2 separate regions of the Rattus norvegicus genome follow, and region 2 is linked to region 1. The links are chromatin contacts, called in public Hi-C maps. All regions are on one chromosome and are shown on one strand. Each heading gives the region's core, a stretch centred on a gene start, on an enhancer-like site or on the middle of the called end of the contact. The rest is flanking DNA. Distances are from core to core; before and after follow the strand shown. Region 1 overlaps LOC120096206 (a long non-coding RNA gene). Region 2 has its middle 92 kb from the start of Dpt.

What was found. A called contact is a pair of places that touch in the nucleus more often than the background predicts.
Region 2: a contact with region 1 is called in a Hi-C map of prefrontal cortex, with 2.1 times the contacts expected there. The contact joins two enhancer-like sites. A contact is called at or near these places in 2 of 12 Hi-C or Micro-C datasets (frontal cortex and prefrontal cortex).

What each region holds. Positions count from the first base shown.
Region 1 is chr13:79,459,995-79,462,708 of GRCr8, forward strand. It overlaps LOC120096206 (a long non-coding RNA gene), which reads right to left. Exons shown (of 4, transcript XR_005492368.2): 4 at 2,688-2,714. Among named protein-coding and RNA genes, the nearest start is that of Atp1b1, 120 kb to the left of the region's middle. Within about 2 kb of position 1,392, at least 34 of the 93 cell types and tissues checked have an H3K27ac peak or open chromatin away from gene starts, as enhancers often do. A contact at or near this core is called in prefrontal cortex, where this site is marked.
Region 2 is chr13:79,563,465-79,566,164 of GRCr8, forward strand. No RefSeq gene overlaps it. Among named protein-coding and RNA genes, the nearest start is that of Dpt, 92 kb to the right of the region's middle. Within about 2 kb of position 1,272, at least 20 of the 93 cell types and tissues checked have an H3K27ac peak or open chromatin away from gene starts, as enhancers often do. A contact at or near this core is called in prefrontal cortex, where this site is marked.

The DNA of each region.
Region 1 (2,714 bases), core at 142-2,641:
TAAAACCCCAAAACAAAATAAAACCAAAATTAAACCAAAACACCAGTGAAGCAAACAGGAGGGAAGGAGAAAAAGACCTTCATTGAGAGTAAGCCGAAGCAAGCAGACCTTCAGGACACTTCAGAGAATTTGTGTAACCACACAGAAGGAGGAAACCAGATAGTTATGAACATGGCCTTTACAATATATCCTAAGTCTTCAACAGTGGAGAGAAGCTAGGAGATTCTAAACTTCTGAGTAGAATTCCTTCTTCTACCTGGATGGACAAAGAAGTCTGAGTCTACTTTTGCTATTTTATAGGACTAAGAATATGAGCCACTGTATGCATCTTCTGAGAGCTAAAGTAACTCACTGTGGTCAAAGGACATGTATGGAAGGGGTAGGCAAGGAAAAATCTCAAAAGCTTAGATTGTATTAACAGCATCTATATGAATCATGATTTTGAGACGATATACATGTTTATGTAAATATGTGTCCATCTACACATTTACTCACTTATATTAATTATTATATGTATATTTCAACTATCATACAAGACCCCAATTTATCTTTTTTTTCCGGAGCTGAGGATTGAACCCAGGGCCTTGCACTTGCTAGACTGAGCTAAACTCCCAACCCTCCCAATTTATCTTTTAAAAAAATATGTATGTGTGGATGTTTTATCTATGTCTTTACCTGTGCACCGTGTGTGTGTGTGTGTGTGTGTGTGTGTGTGTGTGTGTGTGTGTGTGTGTGTAGTGCACACAGAGGCCAGAAGAGGGCTTTGGGTCTTGGGATTGGAGTTCCAGGTGGTTATGAGCTGCCATGCAAGTGGTAAGAATTGAACTTTGGTCCTTTGGTAGAGCAGACAGTGCTCTTAATTGCTGAGCTGTCTTTTCAGTACCACAGACCTCAATTCATCAATACAAATTTGTAATAAAAGGAACCAGGAACAAGAAATGGCAGTTCCAGCACAGAAACAAAAAGGACTTTGTAGTCGTTTGCTCTATTAGAAAGGAAGGAAGAAGGGGAGAGATATTGAATAAGTTCTTACCAAATCTGAAAAATAAAAAGAACATCAGTGGGCTTATATTGCCAACAAACAGATAGACAAACATTAAGTTGATGGAAAAGAGGGCTCTTGTGTCTGGTAAATGTTAGAACTGGGGACCTGTTATTTTCAGCCATCCTAGGTAAGAACGAGTTAGGTAAGAATCCACAGTGAGTGCTAATATAGTAGGACATTTGCAACACCCCAGCCTGGGGAGAGCATGTGAGCATCTTTGTAGCTCTGCCTCTGAAGTAGAGAAGAGGGAGTACTGTTGAGGATGGGGCCAAGCAGTGCTTTAAAAGCCCTGATTGTTCCAAGGGGCGGGGATGAGGGGGAAGGAGACAGCATGGGCAGAGGAAGAGAAAACGGAGAAAGGAGGAGGAACAGGAAAAGAAAGGAGGAAGAAGTCTTTAGTTCCGCTGGCATCTAAATTTGGTAGATGTTTAGACAGCCAATAATTTATTTCCAGGCTTGCAAAAACCACTTATTCTGCCCTGCTGTCGACATAAAATCTCATACACATTTTTACTGAAGTGGATGAGCTCACCAGGGTTGCATTTTAACCCACACTCCTTGGCAACACTGGTATCTCTGTGTGGGAGGCACACAGGGGTAGTAATTTAGTTGGAGGAGGGTGGTGAGCTCGCAGACGTGCATTGAGGCTGAGCTTGAATGGCAAGCTCCCATCTTGTTTCTTTGGTTCGTTCTTTTCTGGAACATTCACTGTATACTTATCTGTGACAGCTAAAAAGCTGAAAGTCTCCCCAAATTGCTGTCATTCGTCTACGGCTCAGCGGTCTCAGCTTTGAAGAGGCCACCGCAATGCCACTGCTGTGGGGGCACAGCATACCCCTGGGCGATATGGACAGCAACTGTGGACTCACGTGGACCACAGACTGGCAGCCACTGGTAGCTTTGTGGATGTTCACACTGCCCTCTTGGACCCACCCACGGTCCCAACTCCAATTCAGGTGACCCTGGTTCTTCAATGATCTATCCTGCTGTGGGAATACAGAAAGCCTCAGTTTGTGTGTGTGCACTTGTGGGGCTGCATGTACACGCTCAAGCAGGTGCGTACCCACTTGAGCAGGCACAGGCCAGAGGAGGCGGTCAGGTGCCCTCTTCTGTTGCTTTCTACTTTAGTGCCTAGTGGTATGGTCTCTCTCTGAACATGGACTTGTCATTTCGGGGCTAGGCTTGTGGCCATCACGCCCCAGACATCCTCTTGAGTCTCTGCCCCTCTCCCAACCAGCACTGGGGTCATCGTTTCACAAGCCCACACCTAGACCTCTGTGCATAGGTGCTGGAGATCTGAGTTCAAATCCTCACACCTGAGCAGCAAGGACTCTTAGCCACTGAGCCATGTCTCCAGCCCAGCTTACATAGTTTTAGAGGCATCTATGCACATGTAAGTGGAGAGGACAACGACTTGCCTCTGTTCTCTAACTGTGGTAGCATCTAACTTAGACCAGTTCTCTGGAACTTGCTAAGGATACAACATCTCCAGGGCCCTGGTGTACTCATTCAAAACTCTCTGAGCCTCGGACCCAGCAACAGGCCATTCGCCTTCATGCGAAAGTTTAAACAGCATTATTCTCAGGGGCTCAGCTTATCACAGTCTTCCTCATTCCATACTGTTAACGTCAAACAGAGTTGATAAGCATTACTGGATGTTTATTATTCA
Region 2 (2,700 bases), core at 22-2,521, 100 kb after region 1:
ATGAGAGAGGAATTTTTCTTTGTCAGTGTATCTGAGAAGCTATCTTACAAGATAGCTTGGGATAGATCTTGGTTGGTAGAGCACTTGTCTGCAATATACAAAACCTTGGTTTAAGGTCTCAACATTGTTTAATAAAAGTAGGAAGTAGTGGGGTACACCATAATCCTGGAACTTGGCAGGTAGAAGTGGAAGGAGCAGAAGTTCAAGGTCATCGTCTCATCTTATTTTTTTAAGGAAATCATGACCATAGTAATTATACTAGATAGTATTTTATTCTAACTAAATATCAACTAAAATCTACTTGGAGCAGGGAACTGCAGCTGAGGAACTGACCAGGTCATGTCTGTAAGAGCTTGTATTGACTGATTGATGTAGGAGGGCCTAGTCCATTTTGGATTTTTCATTGTCAGGCAGGTAGGCCTGGGTTATATTAGAAAACTAGAGTGAGTCCGTGAGAACCAGGCAGTACCATTTTCTTCGTGTCTCTGTTTCTGGTCCTGACCATAGTTCAGTGCTAAACCCTGACATGAAAGTGTAAGCTGAAATAAATCCTTTCCTCCTCTAAGTTGCTTTTGGTTATAGTGTTTATTATAGCAACAGAAATACATCTAGGACAATGATAATTGAGTGACTTGAAAGACCTCGAAGGAAGTCAGGGAGTTGAACAAGTGAGGGGAAGACTGGGAAAAAAAATCAGCCATCCAGAACTCAAACTTGAATGGAGGCTTGAAATTGGAGTGTGAAGGACATCATTCGAGCAAGAACAAATGACTGTGAGCCCAATGTCAGTAAACATAAATCCTGTACATATCAAACCAGGTACCTTTAATCAGAATCAAAAGGTTGTGTATTGATCAGGTGACAGAAATGTGACCAGACACCCACAGGTCTTCTTGGAGCCATCAGTTATCATTAGCTAATTCACTGCTTGCAATGACTTTATAAAGATTGGCTGTCATGGATAGTGAGAAACTGACTGTGTTTTTTGTCCCTGGGTTAGGCAAAACTGTATACTTGATGTCAGGTGTTGAGATAGAGGCAAACAATAGAGTGATAAAAGCAAGACACAGTCCCTTCTTTTAAGACTATAGGCCTTGGGAAGCACAGAAACCCATCCACTCCTCACAGAAGTGATGCCTGAGAAAAAAGGGAACTATGACATGTTGGGGGAGGATGTAACAGAAGGGATATTCTCCAGAGATGTATGATTATTCTCCCATGTACAGGGGACAGGAAGGCACAGAATGACAAAGTAATGTGTCCCAGATTCCCTCCTCCCACTAGGTACAACTGCTTCTGGAGGTGGAAAAATGTTAGGAGGTTGGAAGGCAGGAGTGATGAGTAATCTCAATATAAAAGGAATCTTGATTTTATTGAGATTCATTTAAATACCGTGGTAGAAAAACCGCAGAGTGTCAGCAGTCCCTGCCAGTAGAGACAGATGACGAGCCTGCCTTCTATCAGAGGCAGCAAGAGAGAGGCGTGAGTGCATTCTCTAAGCACACCATCATTCCCAGGTTTTCAATAAATCTGCACAGAAACCAAGAGAGCGCCATGCAAATTCATATTAGTCTCTAAAACCAGCAATTCCTTCTTTCATATATCTTCACTTCAGCTCGGCTGTTTTTTCCCCAGGTCCATGGTTTTGCAACTGAGCTCTGCCCAATCTTATGATGAGGTTTAGTATTGATGGTTTTTAGTTAACGAGAGTAAGAGATGACATGGGAGGAAGGCAAGCCATAGATAGTTTCCTTTCACTTCACTCTCGTGAATCTGAAGATTTACTTTGTTCTTGGTAATGACTAGCAAGTCCTCAGGTATTTTGGCCACAAGTCCACTAGGAATGGAAGAACTTATAGAGAACACACACTTTCCTTATTCATAAAAGACCAACAACATCCCTCTTTGACTGAAAGGAAGTGGTATTTCTCACAGCCAAAGTAGAAAATACAAGTAGAGAGAAGGATCAGGAGTTCTTCTGGGATGGGGAGAGGAGAGAGGCATTTGTTGGGTAGAGATCTTAATAAAAAGCCTCACAAAGCAGTCCTGTTTCCACACCAAGAAGGGCCACTTGAGCTCAGGTCCTTGAACCAGGTATGAATTCTCATCACCTCTCTTGTGGTGGCACATTGCCCAACTCTGTTTTTTTGTGCTTTGGAAAGCCTTACTATTTCTGTTGGGGTCTTTCAGAACCAGCTATGGTGTGTGTAATACTATTCTTCCTCCCGACACTTCTTCACATTACAGCATTGCCTGAAGTGGATAGAAATGCATAGCAATAGGTTTTCTGACAGGAAGCAGACTCTTGAGAAAGAAAATGATTTGTTCGGGGCTCTCCATCCAATGAACAACATGGTTGTGACTTAAAGTAACAGTTAAAAGGTAACAGAAATGATAGAAACAACAGAGAAGAAACTTTTCCTGAAGCACTGATATTCCCACGTACTGAAAGATTGATCACTTTCCCTTTAAACTCATAATTTAAAACTCAGTGTCTGAAAATTCAAACACAGCTAATTAAATCCAAAGGAAAGAACAAATGAAAATAAGTGTCAGAATTCAACAATAGAATTGAGGTATTTGATTTAAAAAAAAAAGACCCCCTTCCATTTTCCTATGTCAATGTAGTTTCTAACAGTATTCTAAACACATATCCTTACACCCATGGGCAAGGGGAGTTCTCATTCATCATCAAAGAAG